Regions from separate parts of the Sus scrofa genome. Here region 1 is linked to region 2. A link is a contact called in public Hi-C data. All regions are on one chromosome and are shown on one strand. Each heading gives the region's core, a stretch centred on a gene start, on an enhancer-like site or on the middle of the called end of the contact. The rest is flanking DNA. Distances are from core to core; before and after follow the strand shown. Region 1 holds the start of ALDH2 (aldehyde dehydrogenase 2 family (mitochondrial)). Region 2 holds the start of LOC102160475 (laforin-like).

The links. Hi-C and Micro-C count contacts between places; a contact is called where the count stands out from the background.
Region 1: a Hi-C map of liver shows a contact between it and region 2, with 1.9 times the contacts expected there. The contact joins the promoter of ALDH2 here to the promoter of LOC102160475 in region 2. A contact is called at or near these places in 2 of 5 promoter capture datasets (fetal liver and liver), 13 of 47 Hi-C or Micro-C datasets (alveolar macrophages, blood, embryonic fibroblasts and 7 more) and 1 of 2 datasets of contacts at active chromatin or transcription factors (alveolar macrophages).

What each region holds. Positions count from the first base shown.
Region 1 is chr14:39,929,650-39,935,788 of Sscrofa11.1, forward strand. It overlaps ALDH2 (aldehyde dehydrogenase 2 family (mitochondrial)), which reads right to left and starts at 3,464. Exons shown (of 13, transcript NM_001044611.2): 1 at 3,262-3,464. The coding sequence starts at 3,387.
Region 2 is chr14:39,883,192-39,889,789 of Sscrofa11.1, forward strand. LOC102160475 (laforin-like) reads left to right here and starts at 2,715. Exons shown (of 3, transcript XM_021074221.1): 1 at 2,715-3,536; 2 at 5,661-5,786. The coding sequence starts at 2,732. The coding sequence ends at 3,433. MAPKAPK5 (mitogen-activated protein kinase-activated protein kinase 5) reads right to left here and starts at 2,707. Exons shown (of 14, transcript NM_001143694.1): 1 at 2,553-2,707. The coding sequence starts at 2,588.

The sequences.
Region 1 (6,139 bases), core at 2,214-4,713, 47 kb after region 2:
ATACTGAATACCACACACATTCACACATTCCTAGGCAATCATCTAGATACCTTAGGTTAGTTTGGGGTTAAAGCCAAGGGCAGCCACCTCCTCCAGACTTGATGGAGACATTCCGGCACCTGACCCCAGCCCTCCCCTCCCCTCTTCTCCTCATTCTCTAGGGTCTTTGGTCCCACAGTCCTGGACTCTCACCACTTCTAAGATTGGAGGGTTGACTGCACTGTGGACGTTTGCCAGGCAGGAAAGGTTTCAATCTGTCGATGGATCTATGGGCTTGTGGTTTGTCAGTCTCTTTCTTGCTGCCAGTTTCAGCACTCCCTGTGTGTCCTCACAATCCTGGTCATGTCCCAAATTCTTTGCAAAAAGGCTGTTCTGAGTGGAACTATTAGGTTCCCATGCCTTACTACTGGAGCACAAAGACTGTAAACACAGTTTCATAAATATCGGCCTTTGATAAATAATTACTGAATAGTGATTATATTCAAGTCTCAGTGCTAGGAATGCAAATGTGAACACAAACTTGGCTCCTCCCATCTGACATCAAATATTCAATTGTCTCAGTAATATTAATCCTTGTTTGACCGCTAGGCTTGGTCATGAGGCAGCACAGCATGTGGCTAAAGGCATTTGTGTTAGAGCTGAACAGAGCTAATCTTGAATCCTGGTTTCACACTTACTATTTATGTGAACTTGACCTCTCTGAGCCTCAGTTTCCTCATCTATAAGATGGGATCTGGTTCCTAGAGTCTTTGGGAGAATGAAAGGTGAAAAGACATAGGTTCAAGCTATCAGGCACAGGTAGTATATATTCTGTATACACTACCTGTTAGCAGTGATTACCTGCAGGGGTGGAATATCAAAGGACTGTCGCTTTCTTTTTTGTTTTTATATTAGCTTAGAGGCTACTTATTTTTAAAGAAATAAAATGTTTTAGGAGTTCCCGTCGTGGCGCAGTGGTTAACGAATCCGACTAGGAACCATGAGGTTGCGGGTTCGATCCCTGCCCTTGCTCAGTGGGTCAAGGTTCCAGCGTTGCCGTGAGCTGTGGTGTAGGTCGCAGACATGGCTTGGATCCTGCGTTGCTGTGGCTCTGGTGTAGGCTGGCAGCTACAGCTCCGATTCGACCCACAGCCCGGGAACCTCCATATGCCGCAGGAGCGGCCCAAGAAATGGCAAAAAGACAAAAAAAAAAAAAAAAGTTTTATTGCAGGATTTGCAACAACTCAACACTGAAAACATCTCAAGGAGCTTTAAAAGGGGCTAGTTCCAGCAGAGTATAATGCTCATGTGGATTGCTTTGCAACCCTTGGGAATAATAAATAAGATCTGAATGTACTTTAAGATTTAAATGTACTTAACTGATTTAGGAAGATAATCTGTATACATTGTTCAATGAGACAGAACTTCAAACAGTAAGTGCAAGGATCTCATTTATGTTAAAAAGAAAAAAAAGTCTGATGCATGCTCACACACACAAATGCCTGTAAGATCACAGACCTACCAGTGAACAGTGCTCTTGGAGGGAGTACAGTGCAGTATGCAGGAAGTTTTACTTTCTTCATTTTTACACAGTGATCAAGGGTTACTTTTATGATCTCAAAAAAATCTGATAAAGAAAAGCAGCTGCAGGAAGATTTCACTCTGCTCCAACTTAGATTCCCAAACTAAAACTAGAGAACAGGACTCAAACTATCTACCGTGCCTATGTGCCCATTTGGACTCTGTTTCCTCACTTCCACAAGAGCACAGAGGAGGAGGATTTTAATTAGATCCTGTGACCACAAAGGCTTAGTGTGCTGCTGCTTTTCCTTTGAGGATGTTTCTGCCTGATGTTCAAGTCTTTCAAGCATAAACTCCTCCTTAAGCAGCCTACCAAGGGAGCAGAAGTTGCTGCCTTTTTGGCTTGTGTTATGCAAAAGGCATATTATTTTATCTTTTGTTTTTATTCCCTCACAAATGACTATTTGTAACATCCCTTAAATCACACAGATGCGCCTTTCCCCATCTCCTGTGTGCAGATTTGCAGCCGAGCTCTGACAAGCAGGTCCCCTGTTGAAAGCAGCCAGCCAGGGGTAGGCTCTACAGCATCCTAAATCAGCAGTGACCCCCTTATTCCCACCCAGAGTTGCATCAGTGGTACCACACGGAAAGTTCTGGTTATTGGCTTACTCTTAGAAGCCTAGATGTGAACCTCAACTTTGATGCTGACTGCAGTCTTTGGGCAACTCAGGAGACCTTCTTGTAACTCAGTCTCTTCATCTGTAAAATGGAGATAATCACAGTACCTACCTCACTGGGCTGTTTAAGGATTAAATGGCAAAACAAGTGCTCTGATTAGTGCCAGATGCAAAGGAAATGCACAGAGAATGAGACATTATTCCTCTAAGTGCCCACAGTGTGAGGCCCTGTGCTCACCCTCTGACCCCTTCCAACTTCAAAGAAGTTGAAGTTCAGAAGAGCAGCAGCAGCTACACTTGTTGCACAAACAAAACGAACTCTTTCATAACCAGTTTTCTTCTCTGTGAAATCCATCACCTTACCCAAACTCAAAGATCAAAACAGAAAATATTCCAAAGTCCTAGTTGAGCAAAAAATCGACTACTGGGAATCGGTGTTATCCTGGAAAGTCCCTCCTTGCTTTAATCAAAGACCCTTGGAAGGCACCAATACTTTACGGAGATTGCGACCGACCAGGTGGGGAAATAATCTACCCTTTCCCAATTCCCAGTAGTGGAAGCGCCTTAGCAAATTAGTAAGTCTTAGCTGAAAAGGACCCCTCCATTTCTTGTTTTTACTTTTGGACTTCCTTGTATGAGGGCATGAGTAAAGAGATTTTTAAAAGAGATTAACTGCGAAAAGACAAAACAGTTCCTGCAAAGAGGGTCTAAAAGGACATGTCCTCTGAGTGGGTGATGTTTAGACTGCTCAGATACAGAGGCGACTAAGAAGCCCGAAATCCGAGGACGATCCGGGTGGAGGGGGAAGGTGAACGGGACCCAGAGTCGGCCCTGAAAAACGGACATCTGCCAGACGAAAAGCGTCCAAAGTCACAGCTGCATAATGAAACAGAGGTGTCGTTGGCGGCTACGGGGCCAAACTGCTCGCGGGCAGGGAAGGGAGTATGCTGAAAGAGCAACTGCAGCAAACCCCTCAAGTCCCAATTGGGTAAACTGAGGCCCAAGAAGGCCCAGGCCGTTCGCACCCGACGGGCTCCGTCCCCCAAGAGAACAAAGCTCTAGCGCGGCTGGGGGGCGGCCTCACCTGGTTGTAGAAGATCTCGGGCTGCTGGTTGGGGGCCGGCACCGCCTGGGTAGGGGCGGCCGATAATAGGCGGCGGCCCTGGCGGAGCACGAGGCGGGCGGCGGCAAGCGCAGCAGGGCGCAACATGCCGATGCTGGAGCTGAAGTTCCGAGAGGCTAGCTAGCGGCGGGTCTGAGGTGGCGGCGGGCAAGGCGAACGCAGAGCCAGGGACCTCTCCCCGGCCCCGCCCGGCAGCCAATGGGCAGGCGCGGGGCGGGGCCCCGGGGCGTGCACCCGGAGGGGAGCAGATGAGGATTGCCAGATCTCCCTGCAGGCCCGCCACTGTCTCTGCGCTTGGCGCGCCGAGGGTGTAGAAGTAATGGATCTCCAGGATTCTGCGTGCGTTGGCTGAACCCCTACTGCGTGCCTGAACCCCTAATATGTACAGGCCTGAACCACAGCGACCCCTGACCTTGACTTACAGGGGTTTACACTCTAGTGGGAGAGACCAACTCTAGTCCAAACACGAGGTAATTTCAGGCAGTGAAAAGGGATGCGAAGGAAATGGATAGGGTGAAGAGATAGTTGGGGCAAGGGTACTACTTTTAAATCCCATAGTCAGGAATTGACACGTGAGACCTGAGTCGTAAAGGGACTGTGACTAAGGGAGAGCATTGCAGGAGGAGGGAACGCTAGGGCAAGGCCTTGAAGTGGGACCACCCGACTTGGGTGGCAGAAGGGGAAACACTGGAGGCCAGGGAACCAGGGGGAGAGGATTAGGAGGTGAGGTGAGAGAGGTGGATGGGGCCAGAACTGGAAGGCGGTGGTGAGGGGGTTTGGAAGGGAAGAATGACTTGCTGGCTTTGCATCATAAACTCATTGCTTACTCCTTCTGTGGAAAATAGACTGCAGGAGGGCAGAGGTGGGAGTAAGGATTTTCCAGGCTGTCTTATTCCACAGACATCCCAGGGCTGGGCACTGGGGACACGGGAGCAATGAGAGGACAATGGATAGGAAAGCAGATGGATCCTGGGTCAAATGTGTACATTTCAACCAGATAAATATCAGCAAAAGTCCAAGAAAGACTGAAGAAACCTGGCAGCAGTTTCTGAGCTGGGTGGAGATAAGTATTTTGACAGCAGAGAAGCAGAGGAAAGGGGCACATCTAGGTGCCAAGTGTCTGGGGAGCTGTTTAAGGCTCTAGCTGTTGGAGCTGAGCCCAAAGAGATTGAACAAAGCCCAAGTATGGAGTACCAGGCAAAGGTATTGCTCCAGTTTTGCTTTGTTTTGGAGAGCTAATATGATGTCAAAAGGATATTGTAAGAATATTATAATCTGCTGAAATAGATACACCACAGCATTCTGGTGGCCAAACACAATGAAGTCCCTACCTACACGTTTCTCACACAGATGTTCCCCTCTAGGCAGGAACTCAGGGACCCAGACTCTTTTCTTTGTGTGACTCTGAGATCAAAGCCTGATTCCCAAAGTTCCCCTGGGTCTCAGCACCAGTCCAAATAACCGAAAGAGAGAAAAAATATTAAGAATGGCACAAGGGAGGTTTTTCTGGGTCAAGCCTGTTTCATTGGTTAGAATTCAGTCATGTGGCTATTCCTCCTTATCAAGGAGTCTAGGAAACAGGCCCTGTACCCAGAAAGAAGGGGAAATAGGTTTGCAGATCAGCTGCAGGGATAAGCTGCAAAGTAAGTCTGCCTCTCTTCTCTGAATGCAGCACCCAGCCTGCATTTCTCTTCCCCCAAGGCATCTTGCTTTTTCTGCTTGGAAATGTGTGTGGGAGATCTTCTGTAACCGCACTCAAGGAAACTGATCTTGGATGGACGTTTAGGTTGTTTCCAGTTTTTTATCTTTACAAACAATACTGCAATTTATAACCTTGACTTCATAAAAATGGAACTACTAAGTCAAAGAATATGGACAATTTAAGTATAGGTGTTGCTGGAATTTCCTAGTGGCACAACAGGTTAAGGAATTGGCATTGTCACTGCTGTGGCTTGGGTTTCCTCTGTGGCTCAGGTTTGATCCCTTGTCCAGGAACTGCACATACCATGGGTGTGGCCAATAAATAAATATGACTATTGCTGTATTATCCACCATAGAGATTTGATCAGTTTATGTCCCACCCCTGTCATGTCTGAGTTTCTTCACACCCTCACAAATACAATTTATCAGATTTTTTTTTTGGTTAGTGTTGCTAATCCAATAGATGAACAAAAGCATTTCTCTTTTTAGAAATGTGCTTGAGTGTCTTTGACTGTATAGTCATGTTTTCTTCCACTGCTACAAACTGTTAATGTTCTTGCTCATTTTTCTATTAGATTGGTTGTTGGTTTCTATAAAATTGAGTTATAGGGGCTTTCTTTACGTCAAAGCAGTTTACCTTTGGCCTGTCATATGTGCTGCAAATACTTTCTGTCAATCCTGTTTTTATCTTTTTACTTAGTCTGTACCTTGTTTTTTTGTTTGTTTGTTTTAGAGCTTTTTGGTTTGTTTTTTTTAATGCCTTCTGGCTTTTATCTTATGTCTATAAAACCTTTTCTACTCTGAGATTATTTTTTTTAACTTATGGGTTTTTTTCAACTTTATTTAGATCTCATTGACATATGACATTGTGTAAGTTTAAGGTATACAACATATTGATTTGATATACTTACATAATGCAAAATGAATACCACCATAGTATTAACACCTCCATCACATCACATAATTATCACTTCTTTTTTTGTGATGAGAACATTTAAGATCTACTCTTTAAGCAAATGTCAAGTATTTAATACAGTATTGTTAACTCTAATTGCCATACTGTACATTAGATCTCCAGAACTTATCCATCTTATAACTGAAAGTTTGTACCCTTTGACCAGTATCTCCCCATTTCCCC
Region 2 (6,598 bases), core at 1,465-3,964:
CTCTACTTAAAAGAGACACATGCACCCGCATGTTCATTGCAGCACTATTCACAATAGCCAGGACATAGAAACAACCCAAATGTCCATCAATAGAGGATTGGATTAGGAAGATGTGGTATATATACACAATGGAATACTACTCAGCCATCAAAAAGAATGACATAATGCCATTTGCAGCAACATGGATGGAACTAGAGAATCTCATCCTGAGTGAAATGAGCCAGAAAGACAAATACCATATGATATCACTTATAACTGGAATCTGATATCCAGCACAAATGAACATCTCCTCAGAAAAGAAAATCATGGACTTGGAGAAAAGACTTGTGGCTGCCTGATGGGAGGGGGAGGGAGTGGGAGGGATCAGGAGCTTGGGCTTATCAGACACAACTTAGAATAGATTTACCAGGAGATCCTGCTGAATAGCATTGAGAACTTTGTCTAGATACTCATGTTGCAACAGAACAAAGGGTGGGGGAAAAAATGCAATTGTAATGTATACATGTACTGATAACTTGATCCCCTTGCTGTACAGTGGGAAAATAAAAAAAAAAAGGGGGGGGGGAGTTAATCACGGAGTGTGGTATAGGTTGCAGACGAGGCTTGGATCTGGCATTGCTGTGGCTGTGGTGTAGGCCAGCAGCTACAGCTCTGATTCGACCCCTAGCCTAGGAACCTCCATATGCCTCCGGTGCGGCCTTAAAAAAACAAAAACAAAAAAACAAATATGTAAGACAATCTCTAATCCCAAAATGCTCATTATCTAGTCTAGGTAAGTGACTTGGGAGTAGTGAAGTCAAGTGGCTATGGGAGTAGAGACAGAGATGAGAAGAAGAGCTTTTGGTTGTAGCCAGTTGGCCTAATCCAAATACCTTTAAGAGTAAAAGGATGCGATCTTAAAGTCCAATCAGACCACTCTCTGGTAGTCAGATGGCAGAAATTTAAGTGTTGTGGTGGGAGCCTAGAAAAATAGCTTTTCCAGCTGAACTCTACAGGTCTCAGTTCTCAACAAATGAGGGACGGCTGAAAAAAGCACAACAATGAATACAACACATTGCCACAAACCAAGACTTTTATTTGATGTGATGCTGGCTTACTTCCATGGAAGTATATCCTAGTCAGTACTGTTTGTTAGAGCAAATATTTTAAACTCCACTAATTTGTATTGGTTGTACATACCCAAATTAGTAGGAAGATTCACCAATGGCTTGTTAATTAGTACATGAAGAGAAGAAAAAAAATGTTTTTAAGAAAATTAGCTTGGATAATAATGACTGAAGAAAACTGCAACTCTTTCTAAACCATTCTTAAGTTACTATGGGCTAATATTCACTGAGTTCTTACTAAATGTTAGGTATTGAAAGCACTTTCAGATATGTGTGCTTATTAAATTCTCAAAAAAACCCAAAAAAAACAAAAAAGCTCTGAGCTGGAGAAAGTTGTTTTTTTTTAACATTTTTAAATGTTTGGTATCTTTTCATTTCTTGTTTCCTAATTTCTTATTATAGTTGATTTACAATGTTCTGTCAATTTCTGCTATATAGCAAAGTGACCCAGTCATACACACACACATTCTTTTTTTCACATTATCCTTCATCATGTTCCATCACAAGTGGCAAAATATAGCTCCCTGTAGATAGGAAATAGTTTCTGTTTTTGGGGCTTTTTTTAATCCTCTTTCTTTGGATGAGGAAACAAGGGACAGAGAAGTAAAGTGACTTATTCCAGGACACAGTTAAATGAACGGCCAGGCTAAGATTTCAACTCATGAGTCAACCTGGAGAAACTTTTACAACCACTAAGTAAAACTGCCTCCCCCTTTACATACTTGCCCACTAAAACTATATCTGTCTTCTGCTCAAAACTCTCCCAGATTTCCTCTTTTACTCAAAGTCAAAGCTAAACTTCTTACAATGGCCTACAAGGCCCTATGTGCTTTGGCTTCCCATTACTTGTCTCTAACAATCTACACTGACCCACTGCATCCAAGACACCTTGTTGTTCCTGGATCACATAAGACTTGCACCTACCTCAAGACTTTTGTAGCCACTGAAAAGGGGAGAGGCCACACGGAAAAGTGAGAACAACCTCTTCGCCAAAGAACAGGTTTTCCTTCTGAAAATGCAAATTTCAAACAAATCTGCAGCGATGGGTAAAGTCCAACTCTCCAAGTGTTGCTGCATATTATCTGGACGCAAATTCTGACGACACTTGGGCAGCAGTCTAAAGTAGAGTAGTAGTACGGCCCCCTCCATCCTACAAACGTCAAGCATCTCCACGCCACTCACTTCCATCCTAGCTAAGCACTAGCCACATGCCGGTTTTAAGCAAATAAATCGCCGCAGGGAGTCGGAAATCTCTCTCTCTACACACACACACGCGCGCGCAACCCTTCGCCCCAGTGCTGTAAAATGCAGTCCAAAAAATCCGGGGAAGATCTAAATCTGGGAGATGCTGCAATCTCTCCAAGTTATCTCTTCTTTCTACTGCTGGAGGCAAGAGGAATGCCACAGGAGCAAAGAGGGGGGAGGAAGGGGGCATCTCCCCCTTACCTTGATGGCTTTCTCCATGTCGCTCTCCTCCGACATGCTCCGCGAGGCCCGCACGGCCGGGAGCAGCGGAGGCTGCGCAGCTGCCTGATCCCACCGCAGCCGAGGGAACAAGGAGCTCAGCGCTCCGGACCCCGAGCCTCGGGAAGACTGGCAGCAGCCGCCCCCAGGAACCGGCAGGAATGAAGGCCCCGGCGCCGGCTCGGCCTCGGCGGGCGGTTCTAGGCTGGCGGCGGCGGCGGCAGCGGCCCCCGGGAAGAAGCCTTTGTGCTGGGCCCCACGCGGCCGCCTCCCGGCCTCATCCCCGGCCGGGGAGGCAGGCTCCCGGGGCAGGGCGAGGCGGAGAGGGCCCCGATCCGGGGCGCTGTGCTGGGGCCTCGAAGGGCCTCCGCTTAGGCCCGGGCTCGCCAGGTCCTGAAGAGGAACCTGCGCCTCCGCCTCCGCCGCCGGCACCGCCGAGAAGCCGAGGCCGACCCCGCCGCCGCCGCCGCCGCCGCCGCTGCTCCCGCTGCTGCTTCAGCGCCACACATCGCCGGGACACCCGCGCCGGGCAGCCCTGCCGGCCGCCCGCCTGCCGGCGCTGTGCACTACTTGAACTCCGGGCCGCCCTTCCTGCGGCCAGACTTCGTGCCCCCACAGCTCCACGCGCCCCTCGCCGCGGTCCGCTGGGGTTTCCGAGTCGCCCCCGAACCACGCAGTTGACTTGCAGGCGTCTGCCAAGGCCTCCCCAAGGTGGCGCCAAACTCAGGACAGGCCCCCGGGCCCTCCGCAGCGACGGCGCAGTGCTGATGACGTCAAAGGCCCCAGACCAGGCGGGGCTATTGGACCTTACCACCCAATTCGAGTGGCAGCGGGACATTTCTCACCTTCTGTGTTTTTCCTAACGTCGTGGTCTAGATTTATGGTAGCAGAAACACGCTGCGGAAGAAGCAGAGGATATCGGCTTGTGATAGAGGTCAGACACTGAACCTCCGGAAGAATCCTGAGGTAAGAACAGATATATAGCAATAACAGTTATGTATACAGGGCTTTCATTTTGCGTGAAGCTCTTTTTTTTTCCATTAGTTTCCTTATTCTTTATAAAGTAGGCATTTGGCTCTTCGAGGTAAGTGTATGTATGTGGAATATATAAAATATGTATGTATTTTTTGCTTTTTAGGGCCGCTTCTGTGGCACATGGAAGTTCCCAGGCTAGGTAGGGGTCGAATAGGAACTGTAGCCTCTGGCCTACACCACAGCCACAGCAACGCCAGATCTGAGCAGTGTCTGCGACCTACACGACCTACACCATAGTTCGTGACAGTTCAGGATCCTTAACCCACTGAGCGAGGCCAGGGATCAAACTGGCATCCTCATGGATACTAGACGGGTTTGTAACCTGCTGAGCCACAGTGGAAACTCCTGAGGTGAGTATATTGTTATACCCTATTAACAGATGAGATAACAGATGAAGTAACAGATGAAGTAAGTGGAACTCTCTTGCAAACAGCTGAGAACTAGTGAAGTCAAAATTGGAACCAAGGTTTGTGCTCGTTATGTTACACCAATAACCTGTCAAAGGACCTTGCAGGAGTTTTTGCCTAATCACCTCTTGATAGATCTTCGTTCATTCACTTATTTACTGAGCACCACTGTGTGCCAGGCCAACTCCATCCTGGGGAAACAGTAGAAACAAGATATGGTACCTGTTTACAGATCTTACTTTCCAGAAAAGGAAGCAGAATGTAAAGAGGGAAAAGCACAGAGTTTGTGGATACTAAGAAGAAAGTCAGCAGGGTGCTGAGGTAAGAGAATAACTGGATGTGGGGACTTTTTCCAAGTAGGTGATCAGGGAAGGTCCCAGGTGGTAACTTTGAAGCAGAGACCTCAGATAAATGAGGAGGAGCTGTCTCATTAGAAATCCAAGGAGATTTCTGGGCAGATGGAACAGCATGTGGAAAAGTCTTAAAGTGAAAGTAAACTAAATGTGGTCAAGGAGCATCTGTCATTGTAGCTGGAGTAAGGTGAGTAGGAGAGAGTGGTAAAGGTTGGAGAGATGGGCAGGGCCTGTATCATATACACCCATAGAGGTCATGGTGAGATCTTTGGATTTTATTCTAAGCCAGTGGAAAGTTTTAAACTAAAGAGTGATACCAAATTTATGTTTTAAAAGATAAGACTGCTGTATGAAGAGTGAAATATGGGCAAGTTAAAGTGGAGACATGGAAGAAAGAGAAAAAAAAAGGATTTCCCGTTGTGTGGCAGAAATGAATCCCACTAGGAACCATGAGGTTGTTGGTTCGATCCCTGACCTTGCTCAGTGGGTTAAGGATCTGGTGTTGCTGTGACCTGTGGCATAGGCTGGCAGCTATAGCTCCAATTCAACCCCTAGCCTGGGAACCTCCATATGCTGTGGGCACAGCCGTAATAAGCAAAAAAAAATTGGAGACATGGACAGTTATTAAGAGGCTGTGGGGTAACCTAGATGATTATGATGTTCCAACAGTAAAGTGGCGGTAAAGTTAGAATAGATGGATTTATGATATGTTTCGGAGGTAGAGGTGAATGGACTTACTGAAGGACTCAGTGTGGAAAATGTGAATAAGAAACTAATCCAGAATAATTTCTGGCTTAAGCAGCTTGTATGGGTGATGGGACATTCAGTGAATGAAAGACTTGATGAGAGTGAGAGTGGAGAATCCAGAGTTCTTTTCTGCCTGGTTAATTTGAGGTTCTTATGTGATGTACTAGAGGATAAGTAATTGGATATATTGTGGTGCAGACGTAGTTGTCTCCTTTGTTGACCATTTACCTACACTACATTCCTCAACCCCCGTAAAAAAGGTGTGGCCATATGCCTATGCTTTCCTCCAGTGGAAAGTGAGCAGAATACATGTGCATATATCTAGGCCTGGCCCAGAAAATCTATGAACAGATGCTCTTACTTACTTTGTCAGCCGGAAGATGATGACCAGGTTATGGAGAAGGCAAGGCTTTAAGATGGAAGATACCTGAGTGAAGGAGAAGTCTGCTGTGTTGACCTTAACATCCACTCAGTATTGTTACATGAGAAAAAAAATAAATCTCTGTCGTGTTGAGCTTTTATGTATTTATGTCTTTTTGTTATAGCAGCTTTGCCTATGCTACCTCATTCAAACTAAGAATGTGACCCAGCAGTGAACTTTGGGAGAAAATTTCTGAATAACTTGAACAGTAAGGAAGTAGAAGATGCCTTGGATTCATTTATTGATTCAATAAGTAAGAACTTTTCAATTCTTGGCACAGACAGGCACTGTCCTATGTAATAGAGATGCAGAGATGAGGTCCATTCCTTAAATTATCTGAGTCTGGCAGTTAAACATATTGGTTGTTATCTGCATGTACTTTCCCTCTATCTAGAAACTTACTCTTCCCTCCCCACACACACATACACACACAGCTCAGTTTCTACACGTCTTAAATCACCTTCTGAGTACTATTTTATCAGAAAGACTTTGCCTGACCCTTGTCTCAATCTAAATTAGATGTGCCTATTATCTCATAATTAACTTCCTTGTACTTAGCACAGTTTTTATTTGTATGTTCACTTTATTCTTTAGTGTCCTCTTCCCCCACTAGACTAAGTAATCTCACCAAGGGAAAGAATCTTATTTGTATTATTGATCACATCCCCAACACCCAGCCCACTGTAGGTGTTTAATAAGTAATTTTTGAGGGCGTCAAGAAACAGAGAAGGCAGAGCCCTAAGGAAGGAGATGTTTCCTCTATTTTTTGCCTGGGAGATGGTAGGCTTCCTAAGATAGCCTTCAATGATGCCCACCTCTTGTGGGCTGCTTGTGGACTGATCTAGTGACTTGTTTCCAATGATGGGATGTCATGTCTGAGATTAGGTTACAGAAAGACTATGGCTTCTACCTTGGGTACCCCTCTCCTGCTTATTTGTTCTGAGGAAAGCCAGTTCAAATGTGAGTAGCAAGACCCTGAGCTAACTTCCTCCCATTGTTGGAGGCATGAATATGCGACATAACAAAGAATGGAAAGAAAAGATTGGCGCCGTAGAGTAGCTATAG